Linked DNA regions of Mus musculus: regions 1, 2, 4, 5, 6 and 7 are each linked to region 3. Evidence: chromatin contacts called from public promoter capture Hi-C data. All regions are on one chromosome and are shown on one strand. The core of a region is the stretch at or near the end of the contact, and the rest is flanking DNA. Distances in the headings are between cores, read along the strand shown.

What was found. Promoter capture Hi-C pulls out the DNA fragments that hold promoters and counts their contacts.
Region 1: a promoter capture Hi-C map of liver shows a contact between it and region 3, with 6 times the contacts expected there. The contact joins the promoter of Coq8b here to the promoter of Zfp146 in region 3. A contact is called at or near these places in 2 of 39 promoter capture datasets (hippocampal neurons and liver).
Region 2: a contact with region 3 is called in a promoter capture Hi-C map of pre-B cells, with 2.6 times the contacts expected there. The contact joins the promoter of Ltbp4 here to the promoter of Zfp146 in region 3. A contact is called at or near these places in 3 of 39 promoter capture datasets (hippocampal neurons, liver and pre-B cells) and 1 of 484 Hi-C or Micro-C datasets (B cells).
Region 4: a contact with region 3 is called in a promoter capture Hi-C map of liver, with 5 times the contacts expected there. The contact joins the promoter of Blvrb here to the promoter of Zfp146 in region 3. A contact is called at or near these places in 4 of 39 promoter capture datasets (erythroid cells, hippocampal neurons and liver) and 1 of 115 datasets of contacts at active chromatin or transcription factors (astrocytes).
Region 5: a contact with region 3 is called in a promoter capture Hi-C map of liver, with 5 times the contacts expected there. The contact joins the promoter of 2310022A10Rik here to the promoter of Zfp146 in region 3. A contact is called at or near these places in 2 of 39 promoter capture datasets (both in liver) and 1 of 115 datasets of contacts at active chromatin or transcription factors (thymic regulatory T cells).
Region 6: a promoter capture Hi-C map of pre-B cells shows a contact between it and region 3, with 2.9 times the contacts expected there. The contact joins the promoter of Map3k10 here to the promoter of Zfp146 in region 3. A contact is called at or near these places in 4 of 39 promoter capture datasets (hippocampal neurons, liver and pre-B cells).
Region 7: a promoter capture Hi-C map of liver shows a contact between it and region 3, with 6 times the contacts expected there. The contact joins the promoter of Zfp59 here to the promoter of Zfp146 in region 3. A contact is called at or near these places in 4 of 39 promoter capture datasets (frontonasal cranial neural crest, hippocampal neurons and liver).

Annotation. Positions count from the first base shown.
Region 1 is chr7:27,231,586-27,235,515 of GRCm38.p6, reverse strand. It overlaps Coq8b (coenzyme Q8B), which reads right to left and starts at 2,503. Exons shown (of 15, transcript NM_133770.2): 1 at 2,343-2,503; 2 at 1,944-2,051; 3 at 1,695-1,814; 4 at 1,509-1,575. The coding sequence starts at 2,048.
Region 2 is chr7:27,331,147-27,334,998 of GRCm38.p6, reverse strand. It overlaps Ltbp4 (latent transforming growth factor beta binding protein 4), which reads left to right and starts at 1,351. Exons shown (of 30, transcript NM_001113549.1): 1 at 1,351-1,644. The coding sequence starts at 1,395. All of the region lies in intron 1 of Gm30543 (a long non-coding RNA gene), which reads right to left.
Region 3 is chr7:30,168,305-30,172,156 of GRCm38.p6, reverse strand. Zfp146 (zinc finger protein 146) reads left to right here and starts at 2,416. Exons shown (of 2, transcript NM_011980.4): 1 at 2,416-2,498. It overlaps Gm5113 (predicted gene 5113), which reads right to left and starts at 2,282. Exons shown (of 3, transcript NR_157376.1): 1 at 1,943-2,282.
Region 4 is chr7:27,446,554-27,450,472 of GRCm38.p6, reverse strand. It overlaps Blvrb (biliverdin reductase B (flavin reductase (NADPH))), which reads right to left and starts at 2,495. Exons shown (of 5, transcript NM_144923.3): 1 at 2,277-2,495. The coding sequence starts at 2,355. Sptbn4 (spectrin beta, non-erythrocytic 4) reads left to right here and starts at 3,884. Exons shown (of 36, transcript NM_032610.2): 1 at 3,884-3,919.
Region 5 is chr7:27,550,799-27,554,586 of GRCm38.p6, reverse strand. It overlaps 2310022A10Rik (RIKEN cDNA 2310022A10 gene), which reads right to left and starts at 1,297. Exons shown (of 10, transcript NM_175107.5): 1 at 1,234-1,297. It overlaps Pld3 (phospholipase D family, member 3), which reads left to right and starts at 1,369. Exons shown (of 14, transcript NM_011116.2): 1 at 1,369-1,589.
Region 6 is chr7:27,672,153-27,675,943 of GRCm38.p6, reverse strand. Map3k10 (mitogen-activated protein kinase kinase kinase 10) reads left to right here and starts at 1,363. Exons shown (of 10, transcript NM_001290528.1): 1 at 1,363-2,601. The coding sequence starts at 1,920. It also overlaps a transcript of Zfp607b not described here.
Region 7 is chr7:27,836,770-27,840,698 of GRCm38.p6, reverse strand. It overlaps Zfp59 (zinc finger protein 59), which reads right to left and starts at 2,115. Exons shown (of 5, transcript NM_011762.3): 1 at 1,990-2,115.

The DNA of each region.
Region 1 (3,930 bases), core at 1,254-3,753, 2.9 Mb after region 3:
TTCCTGTCAAACAGGTTTCACAGGGGGGGGGGGGTGAGAACGAAACGCATTAACACTGTTGGTTCAGGAGTGGCCACACCAACCACCAACTGTATGAACACTGATCCAAACACTTGGAAGGAGGAGTCGGGATTGGGGCTTTGAGGCCAGGCCAGGTTACAGGAGATATCATCACAAAAAGCATGTTTGTGCTGGGGAGTGTTAGGAGTGTGCAGTGGTGCAGGCCTTTAATCCCAGCACTCGGGAGACAGAGGCAGGCAGATCTCTGAGTTCCAGGCCGGCCTAGCTGCAGACCAGCTAGGGCTGCATGGTAAGACTCTGCTTCAAAAACAAACAAATCATATGTGTATAAACACGTATGAGCCGGGCATGGTGCGCGCATGCCTTTGATCCCAGCACTCCGGGAGGCAGAGGGAGGCGGATTTCTGAGTTCAAGGCCAGCCTGGTCTACAAAGTGAGTTCCACGACAGCCAAGACTATACAGAGAAACCCTGTCTCGAAAAAAAAAAATTATTTATTTTTTATTTGTATTTTATTTATTTTTAATCCCAGCACAAAGTGAGTTCCAGGACAGCCAGGACTATACTGAGAAACCCTGTCTAGAAAAACAAAACAAAACAAACAAGCAAAAACACGTATGTATCCATATTCAACATTTATATTTTGGGGAGTGGGGGTGGGTGTTCGAGACACGGTTTCTCCGTGTAGCCCTGGCTGTCCTGGAACTCACTTTGTAGACCAGGCTGGCCTCGAACTCAGAAATCTGCCTGCCTCTGCCTCCCAAGTGCTGGGATTAAAGGCGTGTGCCACCACTGCCCATTATATTTTCTTATATGCTATTTTCTTTCTTTCCTCTCTCTCTTTTTCCTTCTTCCCTAGACAAGGTCTGTGATGCCAGGCTGGTCTTGAATTTGTGAGTGCAAGCAGTCCTACAGTAGTAACCGAGCAGGCAGCTGAGCCTCCAGCCATGCACTCCCAGGCTTGGCTTTTCAATCTCTCGGTGTTAGCTTCTCAAGAACAGGGATTACAATGGCCCTTTCCCTCTTTCTCTCTCCCTTCTTTACCTTTCTCTCCTTTAAACAGGGTCTCATGTAGTACAGGCGGCCTCAAACTCTCTATGTTGCCAGGAATGACCTTGAACCCTTGATCATCCTGTTCCCTCCTACCTACATCCCAACTGCTGAAATTCCAGGTGGGTGTCCTGGCCACCTCCTTTCCTTTTTGGAGGGTTGGTTGCAACACATTACTTTTTGTTTCATACATGTCTGAACAATCTTGCTGCGGAACCTAAAGTCCTGCCACCTCACCTCTCAGCCCCCACTCCTCCATCAATAGAAGAAATAAACACAGGCCTAGCCTACAAGACCTTGCTCACATCAGGTTCTCAATAAACAGTAAGGTCTACGTTCTGTTTTTCCTTGTCTCTCTCTCCCTCCTAACCCTGTCTTTGATTCACCCTTTCCCTTGCTTCACCTGTAAATGTTCTCTCTGATCGAGGTCACACCTACCCCCAAAGCTGGCCAAGCGACTGATGCGGGAGGCAGGCACCTTGCGTTCACGAGAGCGATCACTCAGCTGAGAAAGAGGAGAGGTGTGAGGTAGGGAAGGTGGACAAGATGGCAGAAAAGCCCTGCAGACTTGCTGCCACTTTCCTCAGACTATCATGGGGGAGGGGGAAGAGGAAGCAATGATACCTGGGGCCGGGGTGCCTTCCTGAGCCGGGCCTCCCGTGCCCTGCGAATGTCATCTTCACTGAGGCCTCTTCCAGGCTGGTCTTGATGAACACTTTGGGCCAAGCAACTCCTACATGGCCCCTGCAGAGAAGTGGATTTTAAAAGAATGAAGGTCTAATCCTTTTTAGACCCATCTACATCATTTTACCTACTCCCCACCCCCCTTCCCTCAACCTCTTTTCCTTGGAGGCCCCCTCCTCAGCCTCTTACCCACCAGTGGGGCCTAGGTCCTAGGGCCCCCCCACAGGGCAGACGAACAGCCCTGCCCAGCGGTCCACAGGTCCTGCGCAGCATGGCACCTAGCTCCAGCCACATTGCCTAAGAAATAATAAGGATTACAGTACTGGGCCTCCTGCTTTGCGCTCTTGTTGGAAAAGCCCCCCTAACCCCCATATCTTTTCCCCTTTTATTTCCAGGTTTCTTCTAGTTACCCCCCCCCCCCCAGCCCGCCCACGTTGCTAAGAACTCAAGTTTTCCATAAGCGCCTCCCCAATCCCCACAAAACTCCTCGCTGTTGCTAAGGTTCTCTCCCGTTGCTAGACGTCCACAGAGCCGCCAGGACAACTCTCTACTTCTCAGCGCCCCTTTCGTTGCTAGGCATCGCCTTACCCTGGGCTGTTAAGCATTCACAATTCCTGTGCTGCCCCCTGCCTAGACACCCCGTTACGACCCCGTTACGGGGCACCTCCCCCGTTGCTAAGCACCCAGTCCACCAGGTTTAGGCTCCAGGTCTAGCACCCGCTGGGCCTCTTAAGCTTCCGGGAACGTCCGCACACCCGCCCCCTTTGATCAGCTAGCCAATGGTAGCACAGCAGCTCGCCGACGTTTGCAAAAACTCACCCCGCTGAGGAGGCGTGGCAAGGGGTGGAACCTAGGCTAAGGCTCTGTGGGTCTTCTGTGTTAGTCGGTGCGCACGTGAGCTCATTGTACTGACCAATGGTCCTTCTTGACAGAATTCTTCTACCCTCCTTTGTCCCTCTCTGTCCCTCTTTGTCTCTGTCTCTCTGTCTCTCTCTCTGTCTCTCTCTTCTTGCGTCCACTTCCCACCTGCTGAAATTGCAGGTCTGAACCATTATATCCACTTACATTTCCGCCTGCCAAGCTCAAAATCTATCCTATGTATTTGGACATCCTCCCCCAACCCCTGCCACCACGGATGCACGAATCCAGGGCCTTGTGCATTCCAGGGACGATTCTTGACCACTGAGCCACAACCCTAGAAATCTTTTTTTTTTTAAGATTTATTTATTTATTATATGTAAGTACAGTGTAGCTGTCTTCAGACACCCCAGAAAAGGGCATCAGATCCCATTACAGATGGTTGCGAGCCACCATGTGGATGCTGGGAATTGAACTCAGGACCTCTGGAAGAGCAGTCAGTGCTCTTACCCGCTGAGCCATCTCGCCAGCCCCAACCCCAGAAATCTTTAAACACATATTCTTCCAAGCAAACATTTCCCTTGCACATGGAGCCTCTCCACTTTGTACCAACACCCACGTCCTGGCACCCAGCCTCCTTCCTGGCACATATAAATCCACTGCCTTGCTTAGGAACTCTTCTCTGCCTTCACCATGACTCCCCTTGGCGGCATACTGTGCCGGTGTTCCCTCCTGCAGTCTACTCTCCACTCTGCCTACTTAGGAGATGGCCCTCAGTGGGAACCCTGCTTCCTTAAGGCCTGACATTTCCCAGAACACACTCAGTCAAGATTCCCAGCGCTGAGTCAGGAGCCTTGGCATGAGAGAAAATTGACTCACTCCTCTTGCTGTCTGGAATAGAAACAGCTGGTGGCTGGGACATCTTTCCCACAATTGAAGAGATGTGTTCCTCACGGCACCCTACTGTCGCTGTCTAGCCCCACCCCCTTTGTTGGGAAAGTCTGTCCCTTTACTGTGTGACCTCAGAAGAGCCCTCCTCCTTCTCTGGACCTCATGTTCTCTAACTTGTATGATGTCTGAGGTGGGTTCCCGTATCTGACTTCTTATTAGCCTATGAAGAGATGACTCATCCTGAAACCTTGGGCCTGTGCCCAATGTCCCTCCAATGGGTGACTCAATTTCAAGATTGAAAGCACCTCCAGTCCTCTTCCAAAGGTGAGGGTCTGACTCAGGAGCTGCAGGCTGCTTGCCATAAGGGACAGGCTGAAAAATCACCTCAGTGGATAATCCCACAGGGCCACTGCTCACAGTGGCCTCG
Region 2 (3,852 bases), core at 102-2,601, 2.8 Mb after region 3:
GAGGAGGCCAATTTAATAGTAGTGACAGCCTCTTCCACCCTCTTCCACCTAGTTTGCAGGAGGCCCGAGCTCTGCTGAGGCAAAGGCGGCCCCGAGGGCCGTGGGCCCGGGCATTGCTGAAAAGAAGGCCCCCACATCGCGCCCCTGCCGGCCAGGCCCGGGGTAAGAACATCCGCCCTTCCTCCGTGTAGGGGGTGGAGGGGGGTGGTTCCGGGCCAGATAAAGCCGTCTGGTTCCCACGGTGCTGCCGCCGCCTACCAGTCCCCTATTGTAGCTTGGTCCACCCCACTCCCCAGGATGCGGCCACCTCTAGGGACCCCTGCGTCCGGCAGTATGAGGTGAGCCAGGGACAGAACTAGACGCAGGCCAAAGGCGCTGACCCATCAGGGTGGGGCCGGGAAGCCAGGCGTCCGGGCTCCCGTGGCTGAAGAGGGGGGCAACTCGCCCAGCAGAGAGCGAGGCTGAACCAGTCCAGACAACAAAAGCGATTGTGCGGGTTGGCGCCTGCCCCGGCACAAAATGCCCAAGATTGCGGGACGGCTGGGGGCCAAAGACCTTTCCCTCTTACATGCCAGACCGTCCCTTGACCCTACTTTTACTACAGCCCGGTACCCCAGATTAGAGCACTCTATAGACTCAACTACCCTCAGAAGCCCTCTCCTGCTGTGTGGCCTTCAGCCCAGATGCATCCCCCTCCTTCCTAAGGTTTTCCAGATGTGTGCCCCAGGCCAGATGTGAGGACCCCCGCCCACAGCTTTATTCATTCTGACCTCTCCCACCAGGTGTAGAGAGTCTTGGTGTGCTGTGGCGTCTTCAGGTGTAAGCGCCTTAGTCTCCTCTCCAGAATTCAGCTCCTCTAATTCCTTTATGTGTCCTGTACACCGACCCTTCTCGTCACCCACAGATGTACCATCTTGCTGCCCAAATGTGCCATCCTTGTCCTCTATCTAGATGAAGCCTCTTCCCCCCCACCCCCTACCCCCGTGCCTGGTCAGAGGATCAGTCTTCAGCTGGCTCCCCAAATGCGGCCCCCATTACTCTAATGGATTTCCTCTCAATGGATTCAACTCTCTCTGGGAGCAAACCCGCCCGCCCCCACCTGTTCCCTTCCCTGCTACTCCCCATAGGCCCCATCCACTTGTTGGAGCACGGGTGGGAGCAGAGGGGGCGCCCTCCCCTCCCCCCTGCGAGTCTAGCGCCCAGCCTTCGCGCCTCTGGCTAAGCGCCCAGCCCCACGCGCCCCCGCGCGGCCGCCCGGGAGGGAGCGATGGGGAGGGGGGGCTGAGCGGGGGCGCGGCCGCCCTCCCCCGCGGGCGGGCGGGCGAGCGGGCGGGCGCGGCCGGGCCCCTCGGGCGGGCTGGGGCGGCGGCGCGGTGGAGCGCGGCGCTGCAGCCATGGCGGGCGGCGCGCAGCTGCTCTGGGTGTCGCTATTGGTGCTGCTGGCGCAGCTGGGGCCGCAGCCCGTACTGGGCCGACCCCGAGAGCGTCTTCGCGTGCGCTTCACCCCCGCTGTGTGCGGCCTGCGTTGCATCCACGGGCCCACTGGCTCCCGCTGTACCCCGACCTGCGCGCCCCGCAACGCCACCAGCGTGGACAGCGGCGCGCCCGGCGGGGCGGCCCCGGGGGGACCCGGCTTCCGCGCCTGTGAGTGCGGGATGGTGCTCCCAAGGGAGGAGTGCCCGGAGGGAGGACCCTGGAGACAATGCCTTAGGGAGCAGGAGCCCAGATTCCATGTACAGAAATGCTGGGGACTCCGTGGGGTCTTTGAGGAAGGGGGCTCTGAATTCCTTATTTGGGGAGTGGATCTCCAGGGCGCTGATTTCAGGAGCATTGAGTGTTTTTGGAACTGTGGTGTCCCACGTGAACGGACTGAGACTAGCTTTCATCCCTTTCAGTCAAGGCGAGGATCTTAGGATCTGGGAACTTTTGAGATGGGGCCCAAATTCGCAGACTGTGCGTAGTGGGTCAGCAAGGAGTGTTTCAGAGTCGCATGGGGTGGTGGGGCATATCTCAAGTTTCTAGGTCTGTCTTTGAGTGGGGGAAGACTAGGAAAGTCTGGCATGGGACTGCTTGTGATGAAGAGCTAAGCGGGAGGGGACCCAGGAAAGACGGGGTGCCTTTCGGCAAGACCTGAGTTACAGCGGTTCCACGTGCGACAGATATCCAGATAGGAGGCCTGAGGAAAGGGCGCCCCCTGGGGGAGGAAGGGACCGGCTTGCGCTTCAGCTTCCTCTAGACAAGGGGAGCATTCTGGGGTTCAGGTGAGGTCAGGAGGGTGCGCCACCTGCTAGCCCAGAGTGTGGGGATGGACTTGGGGGTCGGGTTTTCATTGCTTCTCACCCCTTACGCCCTCCGGAATGGGGAGTGGGGCCCCTGGCGCCGAGAACTCGCCCAGGCTGGCCCCCAGCCAGCCCAACCCGGCCGGCGTGAGCTCATCTCCCGCCCGAGCCCCCGCCCGCTACCACTCCCTCTCTCCGCCCCTTCCTCCCTCCTTCCTTCACTCTCTCCCGGCCCAGCCCCAACTCGCCCGTGCCAGGCGCCGTGCCCAGACGGGTGCCAAACCCCTGGAGGCACAAGGAGGAACATGTGAAGGCGGGCTGACCTCGGCAAGACCCCTATGTCCTTAGCTTCCTGTTCTTCCAATGTTGTGGGACATGAAGTTAGTTTTGCCCATTTAGCAGCAAGCCCTCTGATATGGGCACCCTGAGCTGGGAGTCTGTATTCAAGGCAAGGGCAGGCAGTGAAATGACTTAAGAGACTAAGAAATGCCCCTAAACGTGGTGGCTTCCTCCCATCTGAGACACTTCCATTTTTCCAATCTTGCTTCTTTGCTGAGCCCTTCTTAAGCTCTGCCCTTAAAAAAAAAAAAAAAATTAAGGTACCTGGAGTCCAGGTTTAACGCTCCTGACAGGAAATCCGGGTTTTTGGATCCCGGATCCAAAGGTCCCTCTTCACCCAGGGGCAAACACTACAGGAACTCCTCCAGCCCAGTTTCTTCTCCCTCTTTGGAGGTACTCCTCCAAGCTGCGCCCCTCCCAGGAGAATTCTAATATTGTCACCCAGCGGCTTCTCGCTTCCCCTGAAACATTCAAGCATGAGCCTTAAGTGGAGATACTTCTCCCCCTCCAACATCTCCCCCGATTCTCTTCCCACGTAGCTTCATTTTTCCTTCTCTTTCTAAGGTAGCCTTCCCAGACCTATCCACACAGGGCCATTAATCAAGACTCGGGGCAACCAGATCCTTGGCTAGGGAGGAGTAGGACTTTCCAGCGATTCCTAAGGTCCCCGCAACTTGAGAGTTTTAACGTGCTAGAAACGATCAGACTCCACTTCTCCTTGTCCTCAGCTCCCTCACATGGGCCACACCCCCGCCTCCAGAAAGTACTAGTCCTGTTTTCTAGGCAACTCTCCGAAAGGACTTGAAAGACTCTTGGTTGAGAGCCTAGATTTGTTCTGAGCTAGCCTCACCCTGCCTCCTAGAAAACTTGGGTTTTCTTTGAACCTCAGAGTACTGCCTCCATGCTCATATCTTCCAAAGACGCCTGTCCCTTGATTCGTCTAGACTGAGGTGGCTCCCCTCTGCCTCCTTTTGTATGGCTGTGGCTCAGAAAATCACACACACACACACACACACACCTCCCAGGACAGCCCGGGCTGTCTGCTCCCTCCTTCCCCTGAGTGCAGCTGTCTCCAGCTGTTTTCGGCAGCCCCATGGGAGGAAGGGAGGGGGGTGCCCTCGAAAGACACGTCCGGCCTCCTTTGGCTCAGCAGTCCGGGGCTCCCCAAGGGTCCGGAATGCGGAGACGACGCCCTGCCTCCGCTGCACCCCTTTCTTTGTTTACCCCACCGCAC
Region 3 (3,852 bases), core at 1,167-3,666:
TCAGTCTTCTCTAAGCAGCCTTCAGAAGATGATGTAGAACTTTCAGCTCCTCCTGCACCATGCCTGCCTGGATGCTGCCATGCCCCCACCTTGTTTTTGTTTTGTTTTGGCTTTTGGTTTTTTTTGAGACAGGGTTTCTCTGTATAGCCTTGGCTGTCCTGGAATTCACTTTGTAGACCAGGCTGGCCTCGAACTCAGAAATCTGCCTGCCTCTGCCTCCCAAGTGCTGAGATTAAAGGTGTGCGCCACTACCACCCAGCTCCCCACCTTAATGATAATGGATTGAACCTTTGAACCTGTAAGCCAGCCCTATGAAATATTGTCCTTATAAGAGTTGCCTTGGTGCCTGTTCACAGCAGTAGAACCCTAACCAAGACACCCTTTCATGAAAAAAACCCTCTCCTCCCTCAAAAAAAAAAAAAAAAAAAAAAAAAGGTTCAGGGAAAGGAGAATAAAATGGGATGCTTTTTGAATTTGGCTTTGGACAGTCAATAGTTAACTACTGAGCTGTATAGTCTTGGCTCAGCATCATCCTCTTAGAAAAGGGTTGGAAGAAAGGAAACATGAGTGAGCAGGGTACTTTTGGATAGCTGTTCTTCTATCCTGGTGTTCAGGGGATGGAGGTCAGACATGGCTGGGCACTCAGTCCAAACTCAGTGTCACCTTGTAAAACTGAGGTCACTATTGTCCAGGGCCAGAATCTGCCCAAACTTTACGGCACCTGCTGGGGCCAAAACAGTAGTCACAGACCCACTACATTTGGCTGCTGCAAGATATGTCACATGAAAACATCCACACACCAACTCTTCACTTTCTAAGAAACAAATTTTTAATAATTTATTTTATTTTTATTGTATGTACATTGGTGTTTTGCCTGCATGTATGCTTGTATGAGGGAGTCGGATCCCCTGGAACAAGAGTTACAGACAGCTGTGAGCTGCCACATGGGTGCTGAAACCTGGTCCTCTGGAAGTCCAGCCAGTCCTCTTAACCACTGAGTCATCTCTCCAGCCCTAGAAATAATTTTTTTAACTTTGTGTGTGTGCACATATTCAGGTATGTGTGTGCAATGCCATTTTTGTGGAGGGCAGAGTAGAGTCTTGGGTGTTGGTTCTAGCCTTCTACCTTGTAGTCTGATCACTGCTACACACTCCCAGCTAGTTCATCTGAGAGGTTTTGGAAATGCTTGTCTCTGAATTCTGTAGGAGCTTGGATTACAGGATAATTACAAACACAGTATGACAACTGACTTGTGCCACAAGAACTTTACCCACCTAGGCATCCCAGTCAGTTTGCTTGCCACTGTGGTACAATCACTTCCCTAACATCCCTAAAGGTCCTCCTTACATAGTCACAATCACACATGGTGGCACGCAGAAGGCACAGTACTCTGCATCATCCAGCCATAACTGAACATTCACTCAGGGGCCAGTCACTCTTTAGCAAAGATAGTCCACACCCGCATACACACAGTATTACACACTGTCACAAAGTCCTCCTCCTTCTTTCTCCCTTCTCTCCAAGAACACAAGGATACTCACGCACTGCCGACGCAGAGCCACGGACACAGAACACTGCACACAGTACTACACAAGGTCACTTAACCCAGAGATACACAGTCACAGCTACAACTATATCCACACAACCCCAGGAATAAAGGTTATCGAGCACACAACACACTACAGGACCACGGGATACCACTTCCACAACCACAAGATCCCGGAACACATAACATCACATATGTTTGCACAGCAACAATCAGATATACACCTTGGAGACAGGTGATTACAACAGCACACTACTTGTAAGCACTGACAACCGGTCACCACCACAATCAAAACCACAATTAGAATCCCGCAGCCCAGTCCTGCTTCAGCGTGCACAACCCCGTTCAGGACACGCCTGTTCCCCACCCCCGTTCAGTACTCCCCAGACCATTTACCTTGGGTCTCAGTAGAAGGCGCGCGCATCCTGCTTCAGCCAAAGGTAAAGGTTTCATCAAAGTTGAGCTACAATGTCAGCTCGCTATGGACTCTGGGAAACGTAGTCCATAGCCACATCAGCCCCGGACAAAGATGGTGTCCTTTCACCTTGGGGTCTGGGCTCAGTGTATTATTGAGACGCCGCCCGTGAAGTACCAAAGAGGAAGTCCCCACTCCAAACATCTTACCAGGCGTGAGCTTATTTGGGTCCAAGTGACAACAATCTACTCTAAGAAACCCCAAATCACAAGAGGCGGCCAGGTTTGTGCGTGGGAGACGGATAAGCAACCCGCAGTGCCTTGTGGGAAGTGTAGTCCAAAGTCGTAAAAGCAGTATTGCTGATAATAGACAACAGCCTGGCTAGGCTTCAGTGAACAAGCCCTGAGATGTCGCGGAGACTTCTGGGAGTGCTCACTCACTCCCTGAGTGCGCAGACGCAGGGGCAGCGAGTGGACATTTTGGTCTTTGTCCGCGGGTCAGCACGGCCGTCGTGTCCACGTGGCGCCAAAGTAGGAGGTGGGATCTGGGCGTCCTGGGTCGGTGGGTTCGGGAGGTTGGAGGGCAGTGTTTCCGATCTTTGGAGGTGTAGCGCGGGGTTCAGGGAGTGGGCTGAAGAGCATTGGATCTTGGTGAAGGCGGAGGTGGGGGCCTCTGAGGAAAGCTTGAGCGTTTGAGACCGAATTTGACTGCAAAGTTTGACCCACTATTTGGAATGATTGAGTGGGTGTGGAGCTGGGTGTAGGATTGTGGGTGGCTATGCTTCACGAGGCAATGAGGAGACCCATGTTGAAGTATCACGTCTGCGCGGTAGTTCCCGAGTCGAAAGTGCTGATAATTATAACGGGGCCATCTTCCCGAAGAGCATCCGTTTTATTTGATTACTTGAAAGGTGGGATGAAGCTAAGGGTTAAATACTTTTAAAACTGTATTTATTGATGGTGAGTTTTATACGCAAATGCATTTCGTGATATGTGCAGAAAGCCTTAGTAAACATGTTTAGATTTTAAAAGACGATCTGTGTACTAAAACGCGGTTGTTTATGAATGGAGGTAGAATACAGATTACTCTGTCATGCTTAATTAAGGAAACATTTGGTTTGGAATTGTTTGTCCCGGGGGTGCCAGCCATAGACTTCATTTCTGATTTTTGAGGTACTTTAATAGAGCTGTTAGGCAAATTCGAGTTTCGGTTTGAAGAGCGTCATTTCACTAAAAACCCAGGATTAAGGGGTCTAATTTAGATTTAGGTTAGGCACAGTTCCTCATTTAAAGCATATATATATATATATATATATATATACATTTATTTGTGTGGGCATGCTTGCCACAGTCGGTTCTGTCCTCCATCATGTGGGTTTAGGGTCGGAATCCAGGTTGTCAGCCTTGGAAGCAAAGCGCCTTTGCACACCCCCCCCCCCAAGCTCTCTCACTGGTCCATGTTTTTAGTTTTTTGAAAAAAACTTAGTGATTACTGTGCTATATCGTAGATGTCATAACTCCTTCACGAGTACAGTTCTGTGAATTGTGTAGCACATGTGAAAAACTACTTCTCCCTGCTGTGGCAGTCATTAAAGACATCCGCAGCTTTGGCTTTTCTCCTAATGGTAAAAGTTAAGCAGTACCTGATTAAGATTTGCAAGTGGGTAGCTTTCAAATTTATGAATAGCTGCCACTAGTTGATACATTGTAAAAACAAAAAACAAAAAAACGAAACAAAAGTAGTTTTTTAAATATCACTGAAGCTGGACACATACACACCTTTAATTCCCAACACTTGGGAGGCAGAGGCAGTTGGATCTCAGAGTTTCAGGACCCCTTAACTACACAGAGAAACCCTGTCTTGAAGAACAAAAACAAAATGACAAGAAATC
Region 4 (3,919 bases), core at 1,246-3,745, 2.7 Mb after region 3:
GGTTCTGGTAACTAGCCTTGGGCACACAGTGGGTAGAGAAAACCAGAGCTACATTTAAGACTGGGCTATAATCTTTATATCTGAGTTCAGTTGGCTGAGGAGTATAAGCACCCACTGGGCATGAGCCTTGGTTCTAAGCACTTTCTGCATTGTAAGTCATTTCATCAGAGTCTCAAGGCAACCCCTGTTTTTGTTGTTGTTTTGTTTTTGAGACAGGGTTTCTCTGTGTAGCCCTGGCTGTCCTAGAACTTACTCTGTAGACCAGGCTGTCCTCGATCTCACATAGATTCACCTGCCTCTGCCTCCCAAGTGCTGGGATTAAACACTTGCACCACCACCACCACCCAGCTAGCAACCTCTGTTTATCTGTTACTCTTATTTGTGTGTGTGCATGTATGGAAGTCAGAGGTCAAGTTCTTCTGAGTTGGTTCTCTCTTTCTGGGGATTTAACTCAGGTTGTCAGGTACCTTTACCCACTGACCTATCTGTCTAGCCCGCAACCATTGCTTCAATATTGGTCTTCTTTTCTCTTTTCTTTATTTATTTTACAGATATTTAGGTCTTTGACTGTAGATGACACAGTATTTGGTCACATCACTGTGGTATGTGGTAGACCTGGCTGTTTAAATACACAGGATGAACCCAGAGTCTGTTTGTTAGACCCTTGGTCCTACAAAATGACATTGAGGGACTAAAACCCAAGCCCTTCCTAGCTACTTGTTTTCCTTGACTGTGCAGTTTCTTGGGCACGCTAGGCCGCTAGGCCGTGGGGCCTACTGAGCCACGCCCCCCTCAAGCCTCTTCTCACAGGTGGATCCCAGGCAGGCGTTTCATCTCTGAGAGCTATATCCCCTAATCCCTTCCTGCCTTTTTTTTTTTTTTTTTCCTTTTTCTTTTCTTTTTTTTTTCCTCTTCCTGTTTCTGACAGGTTTTTCTGAGCCACAGGGAGAAAAAGGCCAGGCCTCCCGGAAATCCTTCGTGTAGTTCCGACTGTGACCAGCAGGGAGAGCCATCAGTAAACAGTGGTATTGGGGATTAAGGTATTTAACAGGATACTCCACAAATTCATGGTGACACAGCATTTGTCAACTTCTCTCTTCCTTTCCCTGTTCCTCCCTAGAAATGATTTATCAGCAGCTTGCTTTTGTTTTGTTGTTTTGACATAGGGTCTAAGGTTGCCCACGATGGCCTTGAACTTGCTGCGCAGCCAAGGATAGGTTTGATCTCCTGAGTCTCCTACCTCTGCCTCTCCAGGGGTGGGGGAAATTACAGGTCTACACCACCACAGCCAGCCTGTAGTTTGTTTTCTCTGGGAGGCCCAGGGCGCTCTCCTTTGCCACGAATTAAGGCCCTCATTAAGTCCCTGGGGGAAAGGATAGCCCATGGGGGGCGGGGGGATGGAACTTCTAGAAAAAGCCTCACCCAAAGCAGGAGCTGTGCTGGGAACCAGCAGGGACTGGGCTCTTTGTGGCCTCCACCCTTTTGGGGCACTCTGATAGTCAATATCTTAAGAATCGCCAAGGCTAGCAAGGGTGTGGCTCTTTATCTGGAACTTTCACGTCTGGTCCAGAGTTAACTTCTAGACTGAGGAGCCAGGGGATGATGGGGGATCCTGCGCCCTCCCCTCGGGAGGCCCCAAAGCTCAATGTCCTTCCCAGGACTTCAGTTCTTGGACTGCCCCTCTCTTATAGGGTGATCACCTCCATTCTCTTTGAAGTAAGTTGCTGCCTAACCTTTTCGATTTTCTGTTCCAGTGACCAAACTATGAGCCTGCAGACAGTTTTTTAGTGCTTAAGACCACGGACCGGAGTTCAAATCCCGACACAGCCATGTACCAGCAAGTCCTCTCCGCCTCAGTTTTCTTATGTGTCAAGTGGGGTAACACACTAGTTCCCATTCCAAATGAGGGTCACCAGAATTTTAACACGTGTAAGGAGATGGCCCGGCTGGCTGGATGCCAAGCTAGTCCTGGCTCAGAAAACCCTTTCTGGGTGTGCTAACTAGGACCACCACCACAGTTACGACATTTCATAAGAACCCCTGGTTTGCATAGAACTGTCAGAGGAGTCCTCCAGGTTCCCACAGTTAATTCCTTTACGCCTTGAACCCACATAACGCTGAATGTCAGAGTCCTCCATTTGTGCCCCCGTGACCACTTGCTGGCCCACAGGCTGGGGCACACACCGCCCCGTGTGGTCTCCGCCCGGCCCCCAGGACGACTTTTCCCAAAACTCCGCCCGGTGTTCATGACTTCCCCCACCCGCCCCGGCTCCTGCCTGCTTGCACCGCCTGCGCCAGTGTGGTGAGCCCGGTCCTGCCGGTGGCACCGAAGATCGCGATCTTCTTGACAGTCATGCTGCGGGGTCCAGGGCCGGAAAAGCTGAGAACTCCGAGGACGCGCGGGAACACAGTGGCTGCGAGGAGGCGCGCTGCGGGTCCTCCTCGACCCAGAAGGAGGGGGCGGGACCAGACAAGGTTCCAGCCTCCGCCTCACCCTCCTAATTTGGGTTCAAAGGGCGGGACCGAGGCGACCACGCCTCCCGCTGGAAAGAGCATGAGTAGGCGGAGGAGTCAAATTGCATTTCCAGAGCCCCTTCTCCGATAGGCGCTTAGACGTAGAAGCCACGCCCCTTCTAGGGAAGGGAGTGGGCGGTGCTAGAGCAGTTTGTCACTTAGCGCTCTGCCTACTAGAGACAGCCACCCTTAGTGGGCGGGGCTGAGCGGGGCGGGGCCGGCCGGGGCGTTACGCCCACCGTGCTCTCTTTGCTCACGCCCCCTTACAGACAGGCTCTGAGATGGTACTTCCCTCTACCAAAGCGTCCTCCCAACAAGCAAGAGGGGTGTGTGGGGTGATTTTGTGCCTGTGTGACCCTCAGTGACCACAAGGGACAGCATGGTTGTGGGCGACACCCGGTTTCATTCCTTGTGTTGCAATGTGAGTTGTGTATAGAGATCATTAATGTTATTTGGCGTCCATGGGGGTGATACTGTGAGGGGTACTCAGCCTGTGTGATATGGTAAGCTGTAATGGAGTGTGATACTTTCGGATTGGGAAGGTTTGGGACACCACATGGGTGCGTGATATGATCCCATTTATGTGTGACTGTGTGTGACATCAACTGAGATTCCTTTTGTGTCTTGTTGAGGCTCTGATGTATGGGTGTGTAGCAACACAGGGTGTGTCATCTTTTGTGCCTAGGCAACTGGTGTGACATTTTAAGCGTGTAAGACTATGCGATTGTGAACTTTGTGTTGTGTGAGCGTAGATACTCTGTGACACCTTGGAGGTGTGTGACATGCCTGACTGTATGTGCTATTGGTGGTGGTGGCTGTATGTGAGTGTGTCACAGTGCGTGGTCCTGCAGAGCACTATTCCATCCTGTGATACTGTTCAAGTGATTTCATGTGACCCTTATTGTGGTGGTGGCAGTATTTGAGTAACAATGTATGTACGATCCTGCAGGGCACTATTTACTGTATTGGTAACTACTGGTGATATCTGAGTGTCACTGTCAGTGGTGGCTATATCAGAGTGTGTCACAGTGAATGACCCTGCAGGACACATTCCAGAGAGGAAAACATTGCAAGTGACTGCGTGTGACAGACAGTTAGAAGGTTTGACCCTGACTGACCCCTTACGAAGGAGTGACACCATGAGAGTGTGCATGTGGAGAGAGTGTGTATGACGTTGCCAGGGGCCCGGTGTGTGAGTGGCAGTGTGGGAGTGTGTGACGCTGCCTCGAGCGCTCGCGAGCGCGGCTGTGCATCACACGCGTGGCCCGGTGTGTGACAGCGCGGGCGGCGGGGCGGCGTGCGGGAGGGGTCCCGGGGGCGTGCGGAGCGGCTGCGGCGCGTGGGGGGAGGCGCGGCGGCGGCGGCGCATGCGGATCTGGCCGAGCGGCGGGCCGGTGGGGCCGAA
Region 5 (3,788 bases), core at 48-2,547, 2.6 Mb after region 3:
TTAAAAACAAGTACCTCTGCTTTTCTCCTGGGGGGGGGGGGGGCGGCAGGTGGGGAGGGGCAGAGAGATAAGTAGGCTAAGTAGGTAAAGGCCACCAGGCCAAGCTATCCTCTGGTTTTACATACAGTGTAATAAAACATGTCATTTAAAATTAAAAAATATATATATTAGAGGGGTTAAAACAGCAAACTCAAAGTTCCTACAACTACGTCTGACAGGTATTCATTAAATCTGAACTAAACTAGTGACAGACTGGGACAGTTGTAGACCTAATGTAAGTTGCATGCAGATGTGAGGTGGAAACCAAGTATATAAGACTATTTAGCCACCCTGGCATGATAGCAGAGGCTTTTAATCCCAGCACTGGGTAGAGGGGCAGAGGCAGGCAGTTTATCTGTGAGTTCAAAGCCAACCTGGTCTATGTAGTGAGTTCCACGACAGAAAGAGCTACAAACAGAGACCCAGCTTCAAAAATAATAAATAAGTAAATAAACAAACAAACACACAAACAAAACAACTTTTCAAGTATCTTTCATTTACTGCCCACAAATGAAGAGGAATGTTCTATTTCTATTGTATTTCAAGTTAAGGTTCCCTTCTCCTGGCTAGGATAACAATGCAAAATGCCCCCTTTTAAATTGAGGAACATGCATTAGTCATTATTTTAAATCGCTATTTCAGGACTCAGGAAAGAGGCAAACAATCTTCTTGACTGTTGTTTTGCTTCCTTTGGGCTTCCCTCCTCTATGTTGTTAGAACTCTCAGCTACAATCCCGATCCACCGAGCTGTTGGTATGCCAAAGACATTCATCAGGATCCACACGACGAACATAGGAGCCTGAGATTATCGGTTTTCACTAAACAGAGAAAACTTGGGCTCAGAAAGGTAATGACACAGGCCCAGTTCTTGCAAAGGGAAGCTGGGATTAGAACCCAAACCCGCTGGCCTGCTAGCTCGGGCAGCTCCCGCGCGGGTACCCATCATCAGTGCTAACGAGGATGGAAGAGTAACATGGAGAGCTCTGAGAGCAGAACGGGTGTGCACGACCTGACGTCCCATTACACGGGTTCTACGGTCAGCTTCTGGGCCCCCATTGTACAGAAGAGGAAACTGAGGCTCAGAAAGAGAAATCATTTATCTGATCGTACAGTATGGGCTGCGCGGGAAGTCCAGACCCCCGGCCACCCCGTATCTCCATCCCTAACCTCCTCCGTCCCAGTCCCGCACCTCACCTGGCACTCTGGGGCCCGCACCCCCACGAGGCGCCCGCCCGCCCTCCGGGTCGCGCCAACTGTCAGACACTCCTCCCTCGGCCTGGGCCGCCCGCCCCGGAAGTCCTGCCCTTGATACCGGAAGCCAGACTGCACCTTCCACCAGCCGCTCTAGCCCTCCTAGCCTCCAACCAGCAAGAGAGTGTGGGGCGGCGACCATCACATGACAACACAGAGCCTCGGTCGCGAAGAACGCCGCCAATCAGAAAGGATCAAGTCTAGCCCCCACCCTGCCCGCAGTCTAGCGCGACTGCGCCTGCGCACAGGTGGGCGGGAAGGCGGGGCTAGGTTCTGGAGTAGAAGACTCTGACGTGCAGGTACTGTGCGATCTGGTGCGCGACACCTTGGCTGCCCTCCCTGTGTCACCCTCTCGTCTATAATGCATCTCTTCTATATCGTCCTTGGCCCACTTAGGTGCCCTCATCCCTTCTCTTAAATCATACCCCACTTAAATCGTCACCACCCCTCCCCTTCTGACGCCATGACCTCTCTCACATCGCCCCCTCCTTTAAGAAGTAATTTTTGTTTTTTTGTTTGTTTACAATTAATTGAGTATCTGTGACTGCATTTACCCGAGGAGATCAGAAGATGTCTAATTCCCTGGATTTGTAGTTACGAATGGTTGTGAGCCATCCCATGTGAATGCTGGGTTTTCTAGTTCAGGTCCTTTGGAAGAGCAACAAGTGCTTTTAACTGCTGCACCATCTCTTCAGCACAAACATTGTCCTTTTTATTCATTTTCATTCCCCTTAAGCCCTGATTGGCCTTATATGCTCAGTTTTCTCTTTTTATGTGACAGGGTCTCCTTGTAACCTCAAAGTATGTCAGCTCAGACACGCCCCTGCTGTCCCCAGTGCTCCGCTGGTCACTCTTCCATCTTTGTTAGCACTGGGTACCTGTGCGGGAGATTAGCATTCAGTCACCAGTGCAACTCAGGCTGGCCTTGAATTTTAGATCCAATTGCTCAGCCTCCTGAGTGTGGGGATTGCAAGCACTGATGAGCCGGTCTCTCTGTCATCATTGTCTTAGTCACCCACACATCTCCTTCATGAAACCCCCATTTCCCCTAAATCTCTTCATACCAGTTATTCTTGTACTTCCTGTTTCCATCTCCCCTTAGATTACCCTCAAATCGCCCTGGTGTCTCCATCTCTCCACTAACACATCTGTATTCAGCATTACCCACAAGGAGCCACCCAGCCTTATAGCTTTCCCTCCTCTGTGGGTACACGTTTCACATATTTCCATGGTGTGGGATATTATATGGTATTCTATGGTATCCCAGGGTCCCAGCTTCACCCCTAAACCTGTGGGAAACCCAGGCCACCAAACCATGCCTCTCCAATTCCTGCTTTCCCATTTGTAAAATGCACAGTAGCCAACAGGTTTGTGTGTCTGTAAACCCAATGTCCAGGAGCTAAAGCAGGAGGATCTCTACCTCAGCCTCTGATACATTACAAGTTCAAGGCCAACCTGAGCTACACGAAACTGTCAAACAACAACAAAAGCGCATGGGGACACTACCAGGAAAATGTGAATTCTGAGCGTTTGTTCATTTGTTGGCTGAGCCTTGTGTAGCTTAGGCAGGCTTTGAATTCCATATGTAGCCATATGTGGTCTTGAATTCCTGATCCTCTTACCTCTGCCTATAGGTGTTTGTAAAAATGAATTATTATGTTTTAGCTAGCCTATATAAAAGATACACAGTCCTGGCATTTTGTTTACAAGCTGTAAACTTAAATTGGGCAGGTTTTGGAACTATTCTAACATACATCTCTGCCGCGAGTCTCTTGTACATCTCTGCCGTAAGTCTCTTGTTACGTGCTGTTTGAATCTTCCTGGGGTTGCTTTTGGGGTCTATTTCTCCTGGCCACATGTTCATGGTCCATCTCCAGTCCTGAAGGCCTCTTTCCTTGGGCTCCTTTATCCTTCCTTCCTTTTCCTACCCTGGCCTCTCCTCAGACCCCTCATTTTATCCTCAAGGCCTGCCTCTTTCTTCCTATTGCCCAATTGCAGGCTCTAGCCTTTTATTAACCAATTAGCTTTACATTGGGGAGCAGGGTTTATATAGCATCACATAGTGTAGCTGAGGGTCACCTTGTTGGGGGCAACCAGACCTTGGGAGCCAATATTTAGCATATGAATACATAACCCCCAACAGGCATTGGCCACCAAACCAACCCTAATTAACTTGTAACACAGTTAGTTTACTGTGGCATTGAGCTAATATTGTTACTTTGTTACTGACCACGTTGCCTTCAACTGGGACTGTCATCACTGTGTTGCACACTATGGGCCTGGGTAGATGGATCTGTGGGTAACATTTGATGTGCAAGCATTCGGACCTGCATTCGGATCCCCTGCATTCAGGTAAAAAGTCAGATTTGGTGGCTGGCACATATCCACCATCCATAGGTCTGAGGATGCAGAGATAGGAAAATCCTTGATTGATTGATTTATTATTTTTTAATGTTTGGCGTTGTATATATTTTTTAATGTGTATGGGTGTTTTGCAC
Region 6 (3,791 bases), core at 114-2,613, 2.5 Mb after region 3:
GTTTATAGTTCTTGGACAAGCCACTGACGTTATACAGGACTCACCTTCTGCATTCTATACATAGAAAGGCAGCATTCTAAAAACATGGTGCTGAGGATAAGTTAGAAAAATATATAGGCAGGTAGAGAAACGGCCTTCCTGCCAGGGTTGTTTCCTTCCTTAGAGAAAGGTTAGAAGGACAAATGCCTAGGCAAAATGTTAAGATGAGAGGACCCATAAGTCTTATAAAATGCTAAACACAGAGCCCTTGTAACGACTCCCAACTCAGCGATTGTCAGCTTGCCTCAATAAAGCTCCACACACGCACACCTTTGTCCCTCTCAGTCAGTTCTTTGCCTGTCCCACAAATAAACTCAACCAGAATCTTAGTTACCGTAGGGGGCAAAGATGGGTCAGCTCTAAAGGGCATATGCTGCTTTTGCGGAGAACCTGAATTTGGGTCCCCAGCACCCACATGGGGTGGCTCACAACCGCCTGTGACTGAAGTTTCCAGGAGATCCAACGCCCTCTTTGGGTGCGTGCACGCACGCACGCGCGCGCGCACACACACACACACACAATTTAAAAATACGATCACTGACAGTGTTTGTTTTTCAATTTTTCAATTTCTTTTAAACTGCCCTTGACTCTTGCTTTGCCATTTATAATTTAGCAATCTTGAACAAAGTGAGTTTGTTTCTCTGAGTCACCTGTAAATGAGGCTCTTCGTGAAGATTTAATGACATCATCTGAGCAAAGCCCCCACCCCCGGAAACCCCTCCTTTCAGCCCCCTCTCTCCAAACTGAAGCTCATTATAGGAGGCAGAAGAGTATAGACAAGTTCTTACTGCAGATGCCAGTGATCCCATAGCTGGTGAGGCAAGCAAATCTGGCTATGAAATCTTCGAGACAGTACACTTCGCCCTCCAGCCTGCTCCTGCCCAAAGAGGCAGCACAAGTCTGTGCGTTAACTTGCTCCAGTCACCCATTGCTCTCTGAAGCAGGTGGTTCAAGGAGCGCAATGGTCCACGAACGAACTACATTTCCCAGCATGCACTTCCAGCCAGGGACCCTAGAGACTATCCTGCGAACCTTGTCCGAACCGCTTTAGGAGTATCGGTCCGTAATCTCCATTCATTCAGCTCCTATGTTTCCCTTGGCTAAATGAGTCAGTTACCGTGAACTCCAACATGAACGGGTCTCCTGCAGGGCTTGTAGAAAGCGTTGGTTCATTCGCCCTGATAGGAGATAGGGCCTAAGGACCAGGGCTCATGTAGCCTGGGACGAACCCAAGGCCTCGCAGCTTGGGACTACAACTCCCAGGCGGCATCGCGGCGGCAGCATAAACACGTCACTGGACACCGCCAAGAGCCCCGGCGGGGAGAGGGACTTAGGGGGCCGACCAGGAGCCGGCTGAGGAGGATGGGGGCCGCCCACGCGTTCCTCGCGTGAGGAGGCCGAGGGGCGCGCCACCCCATCCCGGGGCGGCCGCCCCCGGGGCGCCGCCATCCCTGCCCGGCCCTGCGGTCGTGGCTGAGGATGCGGAGCCGGGGGCCGCCGGTGGAGCTGCGCGGGGTGAGAGGCGCGGGGAGGGGCGGCCGCTTGCTGCCCTCGGCCTCGGCCTCCGCCGGCGGGCCCCGCTCGACCCGGCCCTCCCTGCGCCCTGACATCGTTGGGGACAGGTGAACCTAACGCCTCTCCTGCACAGCCAAATCCGAGGGATCGGTCCTATCGTTTGAAAAAGGTGTTTTTTAGGTTTTTGGGGTTTTTTTTCTTTTTAATTCCTTCGCTCCAGCGGAGGCCCCTCCCCCAGCTATGGTCCCCAGGAGCCCCCCGGGGTCCGCAGGGACTGTCTCCCATCCCGGCCTCCCGGCCCCGCGCTCAGCATTCCGCGGGCAGCCTGCGTGAAGCGGCCTCCCGCAGCCCCCGGCCCCTCCCCCATGGAGGAGGAGGAGGGGGCGGCGGCCAGAGAGTGGGGCGCGACCCCCGCGGGGCCAGTGTGGACCGCCGTGTTCGACTACGAGGCGGTGGGCGACGAGGAGCTGACCCTGCGGAGAGGCGACCGCGTCCAGGTGCTTTCCCAGGACTGTGCGGTGTCTGGAGATGAGGGCTGGTGGACAGGGCAGCTGCCCAGCGGCCGTGTGGGCGTCTTCCCCAGCAACTACGTGGCCCCCGCTGCACCCGCCGCACCCTCAGACCTCCAGCTGCCACAGGAGATCCCCTTCCACGAGCTGCAGCTGGAGGAGATCATCGGTGTCGGGGGCTTTGGCAAAGTCTATCGCGCCGTATGGCGTGGAGAGGAAGTAGCGGTCAAGGCCGCTCGGCTGGACCCTGAACGGGACCCGGCAGTGACAGCGGAGCAGGTCCGCCAGGAGGCCCGGCTCTTTGGAGCCCTGCAGCACCCCAACATCATTGCCCTGAGGGGCGCCTGCCTCAGCCCCCCAAACCTCTGCCTGGTGATGGAATATGCTCGGGGAGGTGCATTGAGCAGGGTACTGGCAGGTCGCCGGGTCCCCCCTCATGTGCTGGTCAACTGGGCTGTGCAGGTGGCTCGGGGCATGAACTATCTACACAATGATGCCCCTGTGCCCATCATTCACCGGGACCTCAAGTCCATCAACAGTAAGTGGTATCCTCTCTCCCAAAACTCTTCCGCTGAATCTTATGAGGCCAAGCCCAGATCGTTGGAAAGGGCAATGGACAGCAGATGGCACTGCATGGGGCAAGCAGGGCCAGGTGAAGGGGGACTTTGGTTGTATTAATAAGAAAAGGGAAGCTCAGAAAGGTCTCTTTCATTCAGTAGGTCAATGATGGTGTATCCATGGCACTATGACAGTCCCTGTGTTCATTGCCACTTGCAGAGTCTGTCCTCATGATGCCCACAACCTGATCGTGGCATTGGAGTCTACCAGGCAGAGATGGACAGAGCTGGCTTAGTTGAAGCCAGGGCTTCCCAAGCCTGTCACAAAGGTTAACCTTTGTGGTCTTGTCATTGGCAGAGCGATTGTTCTGTGCACTTTATGTTGTTTGGTGGCCTTAGGGCTCTATGCACAAGAGGTCATTAGTACTCTGCAACCCTGCTCCCAACTATCAAAACCAGAAATGTCTCCAAACACTTCCTTGTGTGCCTTGGGATAGGGGTGGGATGGGGCAAATCAAAACTGTTCTCTAGATGCTGCTGGCTCTCCAGCAGAGTGGAGCAGATGAAGGCGTTGGGAAGAGAGTGGCTGATAGAAAACACTTCCAGGCTGCTTTGCCCGGCACAGGTTCTACAAAGCTGGCTGACTGGTTGGTTGAGTCAGCAATGGGCCAAGCAGATGGGAAGGGTCCCTAGAAATCGATCATATCTAGACCAAAAGTATCTCAGGGCATCAACAAATATTAGTGGGCCCGCTATTAAGTTAGGCCATCTCCAAGCAACAAGACACCATGGTTTCTTTCCCTGAGAGTCCTCATCGATGAGACATTTCTTTCTTTCTTTCTTTCTTTCTTTCTTTCTTTCTTTCTTTCTTTCTAGATCATTCTGGCATGTGCTAGATACTCCTAGGTATACAACTGGGAAGACTTTGCCTCCTTGGGCTCTCCCATCCTTGCTGAGCCTCATTTCATATCTTTCATTTTTGTCTTTTAAATTGATGGCCTCAGCCTTGCATTTGGTATTCACAAGGCCAGAGCATGTGCAGGGGGCTCCACAGCAAATGAGGCCTGCACTTCCCTGCCCTCAAGTGGGTCATTCTTAACCCAGGAATGTGAGACCCCTCCCTTCGCCTTCAGTACTTACCCCTCAGCAGTCCCTTCTTAGCTGTTGGTTT
Region 7 (3,929 bases), core at 866-3,365, 2.3 Mb after region 3:
CTGGTCTGTTTCCTGGAGCTTTCCAGATAGCACCTACTCTCTCACTCTCTCTCTCTCTTCTGCTTGAGACAGCTCTCCAAGAAGTTCTCTCTTGCTGTTCTAGAAAATTTCTCTGGATAACTCATCTCTTGCAGATCAAAACCTTGTCTTTTATTTTACACATCAATCCAGTCATTTACTCCAGGTTCCCTTTGGACTAGCCAATGAATCAGCATCAAGTGGAACCCACCCCCCCAACCCTGCCCCTTAATTCTTAGGAGACTGCAAACACAAACAACCTTCTTTTTAGAGTTGCAAAAGAATTCAGAGATCTGCCTGCCGCAGTTACACAAAAGATAAACTAACAGGGTGGGACCCTGTACGGAAATTACCATTTATACCACTCGTGGGCCTAAATTAAAGAGTCCCCGGCTGACCTTGAGCTCAGGAATCCATCTGCCCTTTAATGCACAAACAAAAACCATAGCGGGGTGGGATCTCCTACAATTGCCACTCCCTAATCCCCGTTACCTCCTCCCTTAGTGGTTTCCTGACAAGTTGGCTCCTACTGTAGCTGCCTTGGCTCTTCCTGAAGCCCCCTCATATAATTCATACCGCATCCTCATTATTTGAGAAATTATTTGTTTTTGAATCCATGTTTTTAGAGTTCTTTCCCACAGCCTTAAGTGCTGTTCTGAAGGTCCCATTTTGTGGAGACATTAGCCACACCTTGACTCATGCTGTCTTTGATTATCACGGAGACATTATCATTAAGAGGGGGGGACTTTCCTTAAAAGAGGGAATGTACATGATTATACAAACCAGCCTTAGGTCCGGAGCAGCCATCCACGCTTGTGGCCCACATCCCCTGGCCCTGTCCCAGCGGCAATAACCAGGTAAGGAACCCAAAATGACCTCACAGAGCAACAACTAAAGCACACCAGGCCCTTAGGATATGGCGGCACTGCGCTAACAGACTTCACCACAGGCATCCTAAGGTTCCTGACAGGCCTGGAGAGCCTGAGGGGACAGAACCAAGACTCCAACGGGATACCACAGATCCACATCCCTATATTTAAACATGGCATTGCTCATCTGCATCTGGCCAACATTACCCATTTTACACACACACACACACACACACACACACACACACACACAAAATACCTAGTCCTCAAGGATGCCAAATTCAGTGCTATTACTTTCCCACTCCCCAAATCCTCCCTGGTGACCAGACCATCTATCGCCTACATTCTTCCCTTGCTTCGAATGAAGGCCTGTAAAGATCAAAGGCCATCTGAGGTGTGACACCATCAAGATACAAATTGATTTAGTTGAGAGCCCTAACGCTACCCTCTAGAAATTCCTAGTTACAACATCTCAGGAAAAGGTAGAGATTGTGGGAGAAGACGCCACGGATCATTGAAACTAAGTGGAAAGGGCAGGGACAATGTAAGGGACACAATGGTGGAGGTATCAATTCGCCTGTTCCTCCTTCCCTCACTTCCATTCCATATTCTAAAACTAAAACCTCATTTTTCAAACAGAAACAGAAAACTCATTCTTGAATCCACATCCCTCTCCAGCCCTCCTTTGGAATGGCCACCTAGGGAAGCCTGAGTAAGCATGAGATCGCAGACCATATCTGAGAGCATGCTCAATGGCTGCAGCTCTGAGAAAGTCAGGGGACTCAACAAGTACCCTCCCTCCAAGACGACACCCCCGTCCTTAAATTATAGCCCTAAGCTCAAGTCTGAGCCTCGGGGAAAGCTTCCCTTCAGACCCCGCACCTGACCTCCCCTTACTGAAGCTTGGTCCTCTGCTTTAGTCCCTGTGTCCCTGAGAGAAAGCAGGAGCAGACAGCGACAAGCACAGAGACACAGATTATGCAGAGAGCTCAAGGTGTGTATACAGTTAGACTCAAAGACACACACACACACACACACACACACCATACAGCCACCCCACCGCCTGTACACACCCCTCCCAGCCCGCTGGCTCCGGTCTTACTCTGGGGAGACATAAACCAAAAGCCTATGCGCTACTTCCGGCGCGGTGGTCCCGGAAAACACAGTTGTCACAAGCAAAGCCCTGGAGAAGCCTGGAGCGTCCCGGAGATCCCGGCGTGCAACTCGGGCCAGCCCATCAGAAAACCGAGTCCAGTGGCTTGTGGGAGTGCCCACGTGGGTGCGCGCTTAAAGGGGAGGCGCCCTCCTTTGAGCAAAAGGTACTTCCGGTTCTCCGCGTAACTGATTTTCTTTCTCCTGTAGAGAAGACGGAGGAGTCTGAATTCCCTGCTTTAGATAGAAAATGTGACTGAGGACCGTATCGCTATGTACCAACAGAACTGTGTCCGTTAGGCAGGCTAGACGAGCCTCTTAATAAAACTAATCGCATTAAAAGTACTGTAAATCGTCTAAACGCCAAAATTTGCCACATTTAGATTTGAAAAGTCAGACCCAGCTATGTGTTAACTACAGAAAATATATTAAAGATAAATACTCTAGCAGATTCAAAGTAACCATCTTCGCATGATCAAAAGAAAACTCAGGTCGATTATAAAATGGAGGTAGATTAATAAAGAGGCCAAGTCATCAAGTGACAGTAAACATGGGCGTGGTAGCAATGGCTTTTATCCCAGCGATGGGGAGGCACAGCCAGCTGCATGTCTGTGAGAAGAGACCACCGAGGACTACCCAGTGAAACCCTGTCTAAGAACTAAAATACACTCAGATTATGGTGGCACATGCCTTTAGTCACCGCCCTAAGGAGGCAGAGGAGGTGTCTGAAAAAAATTAATTAAAAATAAACTCAGAATACACTCCTACTGTCTTGAAAGGACTAAATAAACTAAAATTCAGAGGATACCCCAAATGTCTCAAACAAATAAGTACATAAATACATAAACAAAATTAACTCAGAGTATACTCAAATAGCACACCTTTAAACATGAAGAGGGGGGAAGTCCCGCTAGAACAATAGGGAATGATAGCAAAATCAATCAACACATTCAAATGTTGTCAATTTAAAAAACTGATAGAACAACACCCTCCAAGAGCAACAGAGCATAGCTGATTTGGACAGCATCTCAACTCTGAGTGAAGTCAATAAAAATGGAGACACTTAAGCTCTAATGACACGAGGGGATCTGGAAAGGGAACTGTTCCTGTACGCTCACCTGTGGGAGAAACGCTCATTACCTGAAGATGTTGCTGTGGAAAGCTTTCTCTTTTATCCTTTTTTCTTGGCGGGGCATCTATTACTTCATATATTTTGTATTGCACTTTTAAATATTAAAGACTCCATCTATTTTGAGTTATCCCACGAGCAGATTACTGAGGTAGGCAAGGAGTCTCCAGACAGACCCAAGTGACTGCTTCTGCAAAGCTTGGGTTTTGTTTCACCGGCTTTTGGATCATTTATAAAGATGCTTAGCCTTCTGTCATCCAATGTGTTCCGTCCTCCTTTCTCTCCACAGTGTGATTCTGGTCGGTCTGCTCCATCTTTCCTGTGTCACAGTTCTTTTCTTAGTGCTACCCCTTATCCTTCATGGAAGTAAAATCAGTTAATTGCCCTCTGTTTTCTCCACAGGAGCCATGGGGCGCTGAATACGTAACTAGAGATTAATGTCCACCATAAGTGTTTCCTTAGCTACAGTCACTTGAATTCTTCCTGGGGTGCTGCAGGCCACATCCCCAGTCTCAGCTCTCAGCTCTTTCTGCCTCTGTCTCCTGCTCTGTGTGTGCATAGCTTCTCCCTCCTCCTCCTCACACAAAGATGCATCTGTGTTTCTTTTCAAGTTTTCTCCTCTCCTGCTTCTGAAGGTGACTGTAGGCATGTGTTGAGAAATCCCTGCATTCCCTTCCCCCTTCCTGATGGACCCTCACTTCACACCCATCCTCTTCTCTTCCACATCTATCCTGTGAGTGAGCCGCCCCTCTCCACAATGA